Regions from separate parts of the Mus musculus genome. Here region 2 is linked to region 1. The links are chromatin contacts, called in public HiChIP or PLAC-seq maps. All regions are on one chromosome and are shown on one strand. Each heading gives the region's core, a stretch centred on a gene start, on an enhancer-like site or on the middle of the called end of the contact. The rest is flanking DNA. Distances are from core to core; before and after follow the strand shown.

Region 1 (6,889 bases), core at 2,170-4,669:
GGGAGGAGAAGCTGAGGTGGGCAGAACACTAAGGGGTCACTCCCTGTCGGATGCCTGAGCAGAGTCATGGCCTGCCAGTGGCTGCTTTGTCATCTCTGAGTACCTGTCCCTCCCTCCTGACAGGAGCAGACAGAGGGGGCGTGGGGAACCAGGTGGGAGGTGGTTTGAGGTCAGGCTTTTGTCTGGCAATCTCTGGCATCACCTGTTAGCACCCCCCACCAGTCCCTTTATCCCTATGTGGCTCCCCACCATCTTCCCCATTATTGGTATAGAGAATCAAGTCTTTTCTTTATGGTGTTAGAAATCACACCTTTGTCTGTGGTGTTATGGTGCTGGCCTTGAGCATTGTCATTGTTTTAATATTATTATTATTATTATTATTATTATTATTATTATTATTAAACAGGGTCTCTCTGCACATAGCCCTGGCTGTCCTGGAACTCACTATGTAAACCAGGCTGGCCTAGAATTAAAAGATCTGCCTGCCCTGCCTCCCAGTTGCTGGGATTAAAGGCATAGACCCACCACTTCTGGCGAGATTTAACGTATTTAAAGTGCTTCTTGGGGTAAAGAAATTGTTCAGTGGTTAAGAGTACTGGCTGCTCTTACAGAGAACCTGGATTGGGTTCCCAGTATCCACAGAGTGGTTCACAACCAACTCTAACTTCAGTTACAGGGAATCCAATGGCTTTTTTTTTTAACCTCTGTGGGCATCAGGCACACACAGGGTGCACACACACACTCATACAAAGACCTAACAAAACAAAACCCCTCATACAGATAATATAAAATAAGTAATACTAAAAACAAAGCAAAACAAAATAAAAATAAACAATTAAAGTGCCTCTTTGCTTTCTTCTTTAGATTTTGGGCTGGACCAGGAGTTATGGAACAGTTTCCTCCAAGACTGAAACATTCCATCTGGCAGAGAAGTGCTTTAAACAGGAAGGCAAAAGACTCACAATAGGAAGTCCCTGAAACTGACCACATTTACTAAGCCCCTCCCTGCCAAAGTAAGCAATAAATTATGGCTAAGAGTCTCCCCACTCCTAAGATGGAAAGATGCCAAGCTGCAAAGGAGATCCTGACAACAGACCAGCTATTTGGAAGACTCAGAACCTAGCCAAGCTGCCTGCAAGAGGTTTAGACCAACTAAGACATCTGGAGAGAGCACCCTCCAATCTGTGGAGCAGTCTTCAGGCTCTGCAGGGTGCTCCAGGCTCCCAGCTTTGTAAGCTGTCACTCATGCTGGGGCGGGCTTGGGTGACGCAGCTGTCTTTGAGTGACTTCTCCCGTAAGTCACCCCTCACCCATGCACACTCCTGTAAGTAACTCTAATAGAAAATTCATCGGTTCAGCAAATTGGACTTTGGTCTCTTCTGAGCTGGCTCCCTGTCTAGGGTGAATGGACATGTGTGTGTGGCATCTCCCCTGGAAAAGTTTTCTTTCCCTAGGCTTGGCCTGGGGTCTCCCAGGCTTTTTGCAGTTGCTGGTGGCATCCTTCTTAGTGGGTACTTAAGAATCAGGACCCTGGCCAGCGATGCAGCAGCCGTTGGCAGAGGGCTCCCCTAGCATGCAGGAGGCCCCTGGATTACATCCCCAGTAATAAACCAGGCCTGGCGACAATATAGAGGTGAGAGCAAGATGTTCATTGTCATCCTTGGGTACATAGTAAATTCTAGTCTTTGTTTTAAAAACAAACAAACAAACAAACAAGCAGGACATAAGATCAGATATGCCTGGCATGGTGGAAGGTGCCTTTAACTCCAACACTCAAGAGGTAGAGGTCATCCTGGCCTACAGAATGAATTCCAGGCCAAAGGTGGTACATAATGAGACCCCATCTCAAAAACAGACAGAGAAAGGAGGAGGGCAAAGGGTAGAAAGAGGAGGGGATGTTCACAATAGGGGGAGGGGATGTTCACAATACGTGTATATATATTCTTTCCTTCTGGATGTGGATAGAACCCAGGACTTCACACATGCTAGACATTCATTCCACTTTAAGCTACATTCCCGCCCTCACATCCCCTTTTGTTTAAATCATTAATATTGATATTATTATTATTATTATTATTATTACTACATATGAGTACTGGTTGTTTTCTGTCTTTGCATGCATGTGGAGATCAGAGAACAATTTTTAGGAGTCATTTTTCTTCTTCCACCGTGAGTCCCAGGGATGGGACTCAGGTTGTCAGGTATGTGTAGCAAGCTCCTTTACCTGTGAACCATCTTGCTGGGGCTGATACCTGCTGATTGCTAAACACATGCCACCGATTATATTAATGCACTAGTATTTTATTTATTTATTTTTCGAGACAGGGTTTCTCTGTGTAGCCCTGGCTGTCCTGGAACTCACTCTGTAGAACAAGCTGGTTTCGAACTCACAGAGATCTCCCTGCTTCTGCTGGGATTAAAGATGTGTGCTGCTGCCGCAGCTGCCACCACCACCAGACACCACCAATTATTATTGTTCAATTATTATTGTATACACACTTTCTTTTCTGTCTCCTGAGCTAAGTGGGAAGGAGAGGCTTCCAACACCATCAAGCCTGAAGAACTCACCGGGTGTGGGTTCCTACCTGCTCCAATTCTGCAGGTCCCCCAGATTCAGGGACCCGGAAAAGCCACCTATCCTTTGCTTAGCTATGAGTACTGAAGTTTTAGATCAGGGAGGGAGCACATTTTCCAAGCTCACCGAGTCACACAGAATCCGTGACAAAGCTAGTGGGGAGGGGACTGCATCCTTACCCATCCCTACACCTGGAGATATCACAGACTCTCCAATTCCTCCTGAGCCTCAGTTTCCCCACCTAGACTGATTATACCCCTCTCGCCAGAATCTGCACTGGGGACCTTGCTCTTTTTCACCAGCAGGGGCGCTGCACCGGTTTGGGGAGGGTGGGGTCCCAGGGGTATAAGCAGACCTGGGATCTGGAGTTGCACCTTCTCCAACCCGGGTCAGCAGGGGCCTTCTGAGGGAGTTTAGGCGCCTGTCAATCTCAGCCTCCGGGACAGCGTGGAACTGCGCAGGCGCGGGCGGGTTCCGCACAGCGCAACAGCGGGCGCGCGCAGGAGCGAGGGATTCCCTCTGACGTAATTGCTAGGATACCAAACAAACACTGGGCCGCGCTGGCCGAGCTCCTTATATGGCTAATTGCGTCACAGGAACTCCGGGGAGGGCGGGGCGGGATCCCCTCCCGCGAAGCCCCTCAGAACGCAGCCTTGGGGACCCCCGAGACCCCCAGGGTCACACTATGGGCAGGTGGCAGGTGCACGAGGCCCTGGAGGGCGCCACAAGGAGCTCAGTCGGCGGGAAGGGAGAGTTTGGGAGGTTTGTGCATGGAGTTGCGGGTGACGCAAGCGCGGGGGCGGGTCCCGGAGGCATAAATTCAGCCCGGCAGCTCCCGGTTTCATTCATAAGACTGGAGCGGCTACGCCGGGGACACGCGGAGCCGGGGCTTGCTGGACTTGACTACTGGTGACTCTTTCTTTTTCTTCTTCTTGGAGGCCGTGAAAAATTTATATATATATATTTATATATATTTTTAAACTGGAGAGAAAGTTTTGTGGGTTTCCTTTTTGCAAGACTCTTTCTAGATCGTTCTTCCGATTCGTCCGGAGGATAGACTTTCTTTCTGTGGGCTTCTGGATCGCGCCCCTCTGCTCTCCCTCATTTCTTGGGACGCTTCGACAGGATTGGAACTGCATCTGAAGCGCACGCTGCACCGCGGCACTGCCCGGCGGGTTTCTGGGCGGGGAGCGATCCCCGCGTCGCCCCCCGTGAAACCGACAGAGCCTGGACTTTCAGGAGGTACAGCGGCGGTCTGAAGGGGATCTGGGATCTTGCAGAGGGAACTTGCATCGAAACTTGGGCAGTTCTCCGAACCGGAGACTAAGCTTCCCCGAGCAGCGCACTTTGGAGACGTGTCCGGTCTACTCCGGACTCGCATCTCATTCCACTCGGCCATAGCCTTGGCTTCCCGGCGACCTCAGCGTGGTCACAGGGGCCCCCCTGTGCCCAGGGAAATGTTTCAAGCTTTTCCCGGAGACTACGACTCCGGCTCCCGGTGTAGCTCATCACCCTCCGCCGAGTCTCAGTACCTGTCTTCGGTGGACTCCTTCGGCAGTCCACCCACCGCCGCCGCCTCCCAGGTAAGTTTTAGATCGTAAAGATTCTACTTTAGTGGTTGGGGGGGGGGGTGTTTCTTTCAGGCTAAAGTGTAGATTGAGCATCCTCTCAAATAGAGACGCGCCAAAACCCAGGATCTGGGATTGCAATAGTTCGGTTTGCACTTTGGTTTTTTGTTGTTTGCAAACTGCAAAGAATGGAGTGATGTTTGCAAAAGGTTATTTGCGCGGAGCGCGGGAAAGGAATGCAGCTGGGCAAACGTTGGCGATGCCCGGTGCAAAGTATATACCCGGTGGTTAGCAGAAGCTGAGAACTTTTAGCCGAAAGCCGGCTCCCTAAGCCGAAGCTAGGCAAGTAGGGGAAGAAAAAGAAACAAAAAATTCCAGAGAAGCTTCCAGGAGCCTCCTCCTCTTCCCTCTTCCTTCAAAACGCGGACTGCAAGTCCGCAGTCACCCTCCACCCAGCAAGAGTTAGGGCCTCGAACCCCGGTCACGCTGCCTCCGCCTCCTGCGCGGAGACGTAACGGGGGACCCGTGCGTAAAGGCTGACGCGCTGGAATCCTCCGTCTGACGCGGGGCACGCACAGCGCGCAGCGCCCCCTCCGCCCGCCCCGCCCCTGACGTCCCGGGCACGTTCTATTTTGGAACGCCGAGGCCACGTTGCTAAGGGAGGGGGCAGCGTGGCTTTGTGATTGGCTGTCGCGGCGCGAGCTTTAGCCAATCAGCGTTCCCTTCCTATTTGTAGAGCGTAGCTCCCTTCCTTGCTTTTTGTGGTTCTTCCCGTGCTGGGGGTCTCCAAGAGGGAGAGCTAGGGGATTCTTGTCGCGATCGGGGGACTCGTTGTCACCCCATGGGTCTGCGAGGACCTTGTGTGGACCTGGTCCTGTTGTCATAAGCTAGAGGCTTTTGGCTGAGTGTTAGCGCCTCTAAGGGGGAACTGAAGGCCTCATCCCTTCTCCAGGCACACATATACGTGCTCCCTGAGCTCTAGACACTCAGTCCTTCCGAGGTGTTCAAACACTAGATGAGCTAGCCTACGGAGAGGCAGCCAGGTGGTCTCTAAAAGGTCTGCCTTCCCTTAGTTCCCAGGGCTCTGATTGGCCAGGGATTCAGCCCTTCCCTCGCCACGCCCCCTAGAGTAGTTAAGCCTCTAGGATTCCACTTGCGGGAAGGGGGGGGGGGGGCGTGATGGACGCTTCTTGGGTTCGGGGACGCAGATCCTATGTCACCCCATCCCCTGCAAGACAGTCTGAGAGATTCTCGCTGTCACTTTTCTCTGCCTATCAGTTCACTGAAACCTGTCAGTCTCACTGGGGAAGAGACAGACACTCGGAAGGGATGCTCTCAACTCTTAGGCCGGTCCCCCAACACCGTTGGAACTGGGATCTCCGCCCCTGCGGGAGCCCTCATGCAGTGGGGGGTGTGTTTGTGTGTGAGTGGAGGAGAGGAAGGCTTGGGCTAAGGCCTCTCCCTCTCCCTCCCTCTGTGGTGGGGGTGGGGTGTTTTGGCTGTATGTGTGTGTGAATGTCTGTGGCTCCATCCCGGGAGGTTTGTCACCAGGTTCTGTCCAGCCTCCTCTCCCACCCACCCCCCCACACCTAAGAGTCACCAACCCGGGGTGTGATTCACCACCCGCTGGAACCGTGCAACCTTTCCCCGAGGAAGAAGGAGGAGGTAGAAGGCAGTTGAACAGAATCTCTCATTAACCACTGCGTCACGGTGTAGTGGAAGGGTGGGTGTTGTGGCTTTTTGCCTGTGACACACACATCCACACCCGCTCACCCTGTGCTCACTCACAGGGGTCGGTGTGTGTTATGTGTGTTGGGCGTGTGTGTGTCGGTGGCTTTGTTTGTGTGTCTACGCCTGTGTGTGTATGTCTCACCCCGTAGGAGTGCGCCGGTCTCGGGGAAATGCCCGGCTCCTTCGTGCCAACGGTCACCGCAATCACAACCAGCCAGGATCTTCAGTGGCTCGTGCAACCCACCCTCATCTCTTCCATGGCCCAGTCCCAGGGGCAGCCACTGGCCTCCCAGCCTCCAGCTGTTGACCCTTATGACATGCCAGGAACCAGCTACTCAACCCCAGGCCTGAGTGCCTACAGCACTGGCGGGGCAAGCGGAAGTGGTGGGCCTTCAACCAGCACAACCACCAGTGGACCTGTGTCTGCCCGTCCAGCCAGAGCCAGGCCTAGAAGACCCCGAGAAGAGACAGTAAGTATGAGGCCTCAGGAGTTGGGATGGAGGAGCCTAGCTAGGGATGTGGGCTCAGTTTGTACAGTGCTTGCTGCCATGCATGAAGATCCCTAGCACAGCATAAGCCAGGAGTGGTTATGCAGACCTGTAACCCCAGCTCTCAGAAGGTGGAGGCAGGAGGAGCAGGAGTTCGAGGCCAGCCTGTGCTACTTATGGAGTCCAGCCTGCACTGCAAGAGATCATTATTTTCAAAAGTTGGCCTTGGGGGGAGGTGGGTGAGGGAAGTAAGAGAAAGTGACAGTAATTTTGTCACTTAATAGTTGGAGGTTCCTCTGAGGCCTCAAGTCTGAAGGAACTTTACCATTCTGGCCAGTGAGGAGTAGGGGTTATTATTTGGGGTTCAGGAGGAAGGAGTTTTCTTAGGGCTGATAGAGGTACCCCCAGATCTCATGGTCCTTATCTCTGACTCAGCTTACCCCAGAAGAAGAAGAAAAGCGAAGGGTTCGCAGAGAGCGGAACAAGCTGGCTGCAGCTAAGTGCAGGAACCGTCGGAGGGAGCTGAC
Region 2 (6,889 bases), core at 2,460-4,959, 150 kb before region 1:
CCTCATTATGTAGCCCAGGCTGGCCTAGAACTCACAAAGATCCTGCCTCCCAAGTGCTGGGATTGAAGGCTTAGGCCACCTTGCCTGACTCTTCTTTGCATGTATGTGTTGGGGGTGCCGGGGAATTGAACTCAGGGCCCTGTGCACGATGGTCATGTGCTCTGCCATGATACTACTTCCCAGTCAATCCTTTACAGATTCCCCAACCCGCCCACTCCAATGAAGGTGCAGCAGATCTGACTTTTTTTTAAGTGTATTATTTATTTATTTATGTTTGTGAGTGACTACAAGTATTGCGTGCATGCAGTGCCCAAGCCCACTAGAAGGAGACAGATCCCCTGGAACTGGAGTTGGGTGGTTGTCCACTGCCCCGTGGTTGCTGAGAATTGAACCCTGGTCCACTGCAGAAGCAGCCAGTGCTCCTAACCACTGCTCAGTTCCGTTCTCCAGCTTCACATTCATACTTTTATGCCTTTCGGTTTAATGGATCTTTATGCACTCCCAGGGTTGCAGCAGAAAGTGCTAACATCCGATTCCAGAACATCTCGGTCTCCTTGAAGCGAACTCATGGGCTACAGCAGTGTCCCCCCACCCCCACCCCCCCACCCCCCCCCACCCCCCCGCTTCTCCTTTCCAAAGTCCCAGGAAGCCAGGAATCCAGGGTTCTTGGTTTCTCCACTAAGTCTCCCGCTTTTGAACATTTCGTAGGAACTATATTGCTCGGTGTGACCTTTTGTTTCTGGTTCCTTTTACGAAATGTAACATTTTCAAGCTCCATACACTTTGTAAGCCTCAGTCTCCACCCCTTGGAAATGAAGTTTCATTGGAAAGGGGAACAGAAAGACCCTGAGTAAGTAGAAAGGCAACCATCTGCCCCCTGGTGGTGTATGTGAGTACTGCAGCTGTCAGAGCGGGACCATTCCACTTCAGGGACCCTTTCTTACCCTACAAAGCTCCTAGAAACACACTCAGAGCTCTTCCCTTAATATTTTCTAGATCCCACGTTAATTTGTTTATTTTTTTAAGCAGGGTCTCACTATACAGCCAAGGCTACTCTAATAAAACTGTTGACCAGGCTGGCCTCAAACTTAGAGGTCTGCTTACCTCTGCCTCCCAAATGCTGGGATGCCAGACATGTTATCAGCCTGGTTTGAAGCATTTTATCTACACATGCACTGTGGTTTAAAGTTACACCTTGACTGTACTATTACTGAGAAAAAAGAAATCACTGCAGTTAAGAGATGAGGGTTCGCCGGGCGTGGTGGCGCATGCCTTTAATCCCAGCACTCGGGAGGCAGAGGCAGGCAGATTTCTGAGTTCGAGGCCAGTCTGGTCTACAGACTGAGTTCCAGGACAGCCATGGCTACACAGAGAAACTCTGTCTCCAAAAAAAAAAAAAAAAAAAAAAAAAAGGAAAGAGAGAGAGAGAGGAGAGGAGAGGGGGGGTTTCAAATTCCTTAGCACTTGTGAGTCTGAGACAGGCGGATTGAAAGTTGGAGGTGAGACCACACCAAGGATCTCACATAAACAAGTTCAGTATTTGGGGAGCTGAGACAAGAGGTTGGCCTGAAGTCCAAGGTCAGTCTGGGTTACAGAATGACACCCTGTCTCAAAAAACACTTACTTGGCAGGGGAGTTAGAGTGATCAAAAAGGTGGATTTCTCAGGGCCAGGGTTCTCTGGATTGTTGAGCCCTCAGTTTCCCCACTGTGGAAGTGACTGCATAATCTGTGGTAGAGGAGTCTGTGTTCTCCAGTTAAAACAAAAGAAAAACAAACAATTCCCAGAACCAGAGACAACTGGGTGTGGTGCTCACACCTGCAGTCTCAGCCCTCCCTGAGGTGGAGGCAGGAGGATCAAGGCCAACCTCAATAGGAGAGCTTCCAGGAGGCCTGGGTTACATGATAACCAGTCTCAAATCAATTAATGCATAGGGTTGGCTGCGGAGGTGGGGTGAAGGCTCTTGCCTTTGAGGCTGGTGACCCAAGTTTGATCCTGGGGACCCACAGAGAGAGGAGACAGTTGACTTCCAAAACCTGTTCCCTCACCATCACACACATGCCCTGCTCCCCAAAATTAATAAATTGTTCAAGTATAATAAATAATCTGAGCTCTGCCACACTTACTCTCACTTTGGGCCTTTTCTTTACTTTTATAGCTTTTATGTTTACTTATGTTTTTGGGTGTTCTGCCTCGTGTGTGTGTGTGTGTGTGTGTGTGTGTGTGTGTGTGTGTACATGCACATAGTCACTGGGGAAGCCAGAAGAGGGTGTCAGGTCCCATAGACCTGCAGTTACAGATGGTTGTGAGCCACCATGTATGTGTGTGTGGGGGGTGGGGAGGGCTGGGAACTGAACCCAGGTCCTCTGGAAGAGTAGCCAGTGTTCCTAACTGCTGAGCCATTTCTCCAGCACCCACCCCCTCCCCCTGCCAATTTTTAATACAATTTGCTTAATTACATGTTTGCATAATTTAACTTTTAAAAATGTTCGTGCTTAATAGCTAGTCCTATGATCAGCTTGCTTGAGCTAGCTAGCACATGTCTGTTAACCTCTGTCTCTTTTGGCTTTCATTCTGTCTGGCAGGGTCTCATGTAGACCAGGCTAGTCTTGGACTCACTATGTACTTAAGGATGATCTAGAACTTCAGTCCTTCCAGGACCACTATGCCTGCAACGTCTAATTTTCACAAAGGGAAACTGAGGCTCAGGGAGAATTTCTAAGACAGCAAGACAATGGGCTCTGGACCAGGGTGATGCACTCCCTACACACACACACACACACAAGGCACTGTGTGTTCTCAGCACAGCCCTCTCCCCTCCCCCTCCAGTCTGTTTGCCCCTGCAAGTCAACACCTGTCTGGGCTTCCAGCTAGCCAGAGAGGCAACTGAGGCTCTCTCTCCTTCATTGTACAGACTGAGAAAGTGAGACCAGCCGGGGCTGCGGGTTATCTACCCTTACCCCACCAGGGGCTGAAGTTCAGGATGTCCTTGAACCCAGGGACTGGCTTCAATTTTGGCTTTTGTTTTCTGAGACAGGGTCTTGTTGTGTATGGTCTTGAACTCACAGCAATCCATTATCTCAACCTCCTGAGGGTCCGAATGACAGGTACACAGTTCTCTCTCTCTGTCTCTCTCTGTCTCTCTCTCTCTCTCTCTCTCTCTCTCTCTCTCTCTCTCTCTCTCTCTCTCTCTCTCTCTCTCTCTCTCTCTCTCTCCTTTCTTGCTGCTTCTCCTTTATTCCTGTCCTCGGCAGTCTTCCAGTCCTGGAGTTTCTCTTTGTCTCTTTCGTTCCCTCCCTCCGCCTTGGCATATGATTCTCTCTCCTCTCTCCTCTCTGTCTTTGTATCTGTGTCTCTGTCTCTCAGTCTCTGTGTGTCTGAGTGCCTCTGTGTCTCCCTGTCTCTGTCCCCTTTCTGTCCGTCCCTTTGTCTCTGTCCTTGGCTTCTCTGTCCCTCTTTGTGACTCTGCTTCTTCCTACCTCGTGTCTGTGTGTCCCCTTTCCCATCTCTCAACATCTCCCTCTGCTCTCTCCTCAGCAACTCTCTGCCCGTGACTCCGAGTCTCCTGTGAGAACTTGCTGGAGACCCGCACGCCCAGACCTGCCTCCGCCTCCAGAACCCCGGAGCCAGCCCAGGCCTGTACCTTTAAGGGCCGGCGGCAGGGGGCGGAGTTTAAACGGACCCCGCCCCTCCCGCCCCTCCCCCTGACGTCCCTTCCTCCCCGGCCCCTTGGTCGCCTCCCTCCGCCGCCGCCCCGGGCCGGCTCCGCGCCCCCTCCCCGGCCCCCGCCCGTGCACCCTCCCGCCTGCCCGCCGCCCAGATGGCGCCCCGGGTTCCCCTTGCACGGGGCCACTAGGACCCTCGGTGTCTTCTCCCCTCCCCCGTCCTGCCCTCTCTTGCTCTCGCTCTGCGAGGACTCGGGCGTCCACGGCGCCCAGCTTTTGAGCTCGCGTCCCCAGGTCGGCTGGGGGGGGGGAGGGGAAGAGAGGGGACCCCGGGATCCCCACCCCCCCCGCCCGGCCGCCCCTGTCCCTTTCCCTTCTGGGACCCCAGAGAAGATGTCTTCGAGGACGGCGCTGGCCCCGGGCAACGATCGAAACTCGGACACGGTGAGTGGGGCCCAGCCCCTTGGGGAGCCCTGCCTGAGTCCAGCCATAGAACCCCTCGCCCTCCCGGACCACTGACCCCGCCAGTCTCGACTCCTTTCCGGGCTCCACAGCCCAGACCAACGCTTCCCATGACTTTGAGGCCTCTCTGCTCCCTCCTCCCCACAGCCCCAGCCCAGCCCGACCCCTAGGGGCGCCCCTGTCTTTGGACTCTTCTCCGGTCCCTCTGCAGAACGCTTCCGCCCGGTCTCTTCCCTCCAGGAAGCCCCCTCCCCTGCCCGCCGGCAGCCCCTCCCTTCCTCGGCTGCCCCGGCTGTCCCCCGCTCGCCCGCTCGCCCGCAGCTTGGCCTCGACTCTTCCCGGATGGCACGGGCCCCTGTTCCCCGAAGCGCAGCCCTGTCTCCCCCCTCCCCCCTCAAGGCTCGACCCAGTCTGGCCCTGTTGTCCTCCCTGCTTCTTGCCGAGTTGGGGTGCTGGTTTCCCCTGCTACCCCTGGCCAGTCCCCAGCTCCGCCTGGGCTCCTGCTAGCTGCCTCCCCCAGGAAGCCAAACGGCACCTGGGCGCAGGGCCCTGCCCGCTTCCTTCAAGGTGTCTCCACTCCCTGGCCTGACCCTGCTGTGCCAGGTTGCCCTGTCCTTGGATCCTAGTCGCCTCTGGGGTCCCCTTGGTGGGACCCGTCCAGTCTTTCTAAGGGAAGCCTTGGCTTCCAACCCTGCGGGCTTCCTCCCATCCAAGACTAGGGTTCCAGGCCCCAGACTAGGCTGACTCTGGTCGCCTCCTGAGGCTCTCCCCAGTCTCACCTCCTCACCCCCTCCTCACACCCCCTGCTAACTCGAGCCCCCTTTCCTTGCTGGATGTTGGGCTTTCTGGAAGAAACCCCCCCTCCTCAGCTTTCTGCCCTCCACAGGCCCTAAGCCTTCCCCTCTCCCTTTACTCTGCCCTGCCTGGGCCTTTAGCCCTGACATCTGGGAGTTTACTGAGCCCAGATCCTCTGGTTCCCATGCCAGGGTCTTCCTCCCCTCACAGCCGAAGGACCCTGCTCCCCTCCCCTGCATTTCCTGTAATTCTGACAGCTTTCCAGGTGTCTAAAAGTCAGCTTACCGATTCCTTTTCCCTTATGCCGGCTCCTCCACCCGCCACCCTCTCACCACCTTCAGCGCAGAGCCCGGCCACACACTTTCTGTTTTTGGACAAGAGTTCCTCTAGGTAGACCAGGCTAGCCTTGAACTCATCAAGATCCACCTACCTCTGTCTCTCGAGTACAGCCTTAGGCCTTTATCTGTGTTTCTAATGCATATGGTAGATATCAGATAACGCCCCCTCTGCCCCTCTCCCCTGTTGGCTTAGGTTTCAAGTTGGAGGTTTCAACCAGGCCAGAGAGGTACATGGTTCCAGAGTCTTGGGTTCGAATGCTGCCTCCATGTGCCAGATTGCATTGTGTCTTCAGGCTATTGGCTCCCCTTCTCTGAGCCTGATTCCGGCCTTGGAAAGTATGTGTGTGTTGGAGGGGTGGGGGGTAACAACTTGAGTCCCGCAAAGAATTACCGGAGACATGTGGGTGAAGGATGGATGGTACATAGGCGGCGCTCATGGCTTTCGGTTGCTGGCATGACTGTGGGTCTGAGTCAGAAGGCGGTGTGTTCCCAACTACAGCTGTCATTAGTTGTCAGGCAAGCTCCCAGAGTCTGCTCCAGCCTCAGTTTCCTTGTAAGTGGGTTGATGGGGACACCTCCCTGACAGGGACTTCTTCAGGTCACATGTTGTGATTATCACTACCTTCATTATTCAAATAAACTCAGATTCACATCACACTACTGTGTGACCTCAGGCCAGTGACCTCGCCTCTCTGAGCCTCTTCCCTGCGTTCCTAAGATTGTTGGGGTGTGGTGGGGGTACTGAGATGGGTAGTTCTGTCCCCTGACTCCAGCCTATGAAGATAACTTTTGTCTTGTCTGGGGTGACGTCAGTCTCTTTCTGTAGTCTGAGTTTGCAGACCCCTCCCTGCTACCTGCTTACTGGGTGATACCCACATAGGGTCACATTCTTCTACACCAACTTCTAGAGCTGCGGAGACCAGGGCCAGCTTCCTTGTGTTCCCTAGCAACAGGCACGGTGTGGTGTTCAGGCACCAGTCGTCTGTCCGTCTGGAGGGATCCGGATCCGGGCCAGCTGGTAGTGCAGGCCAATTTTAGCTTCTGCCCCTGACCCCTGGGGGTTGTGTCATCCCCTGCCCCAGCTACACCCTTGCAGGGGTCCCTCAGCCATGCAGCCTTCAGTGGAGTGCCTTCCTGCATCTGAGGGAGCCCCCTGGCAACACCCAACAGGGGTTCTTCTCCAGGCTCCTAACTCAGCAGGGATCAGAGACCTTATCTTCCCATCTCTACCACCCGCCTGCTGCTCCCCGGGCCCTGAGCCATGAGCTGCGGTGGTGGCATCTGGGAGGATCAACACTCAGGAGCCTGAAGGGCTTTCCCTGCTTGAGCCTTGGGGAAACCTTCCAAGTCTGGGCTTGAGAATGGTCACTGTGGCTGGACCCACAGGAGCTGGGGAACAAGTGTCATAAGCCGGGGACAGGTGAGGGGTAGAGTACCAGTCTTGGGTAATCTTATTCTTTTTATTGGCTGGGCAAGGGGCCATACCATAGGCCGGGGATCTGCCCACAGTATCCACAGCACAGTACTGAGAGTTAAAGCCAAGGTTTCCCACATGCTAGGCAGGGGCTCTACCACTGAGCCATGCCCCCAGACCCTCACTGGGAGATTCTAGGCAGGGGCTCTACCACTG

What was found. HiChIP or PLAC-seq counts read pairs in DNA pulled down with a chosen protein or histone mark.
Region 2: an HNF4G HiChIP or PLAC-seq map of pancreatic cancer cells shows a contact between it and region 1. The contact joins the promoter of Mark4 here to the promoter of Fosb in region 1. A contact is called at or near these places in 1 of 39 promoter capture datasets (cranial neural crest), 1 of 484 Hi-C or Micro-C datasets (bone marrow-derived macrophages), 2 of 115 datasets of contacts at active chromatin or transcription factors (embryonic stem cells and pancreatic cancer cells) and 1 of 9 other capture datasets (liver).

The regions. Positions count from the first base shown.
Region 1 is chr7:19,306,575-19,313,463 of GRCm38.p6, reverse strand. Fosb (FBJ osteosarcoma oncogene B) reads left to right here and starts at 3,419. Exons shown (of 4, transcript NM_008036.2): 1 at 3,419-4,158; 2 at 6,024-6,344; 3 at 6,798-6,889. The coding sequence starts at 4,033.
Region 2 is chr7:19,455,663-19,462,551 of GRCm38.p6, reverse strand. It overlaps Mark4 (MAP/microtubule affinity regulating kinase 4), which reads left to right and starts at 3,709. Exons shown (of 17, transcript NM_172279.2): 1 at 3,709-4,108. The coding sequence starts at 4,058. It also overlaps the pseudogene Gm23099.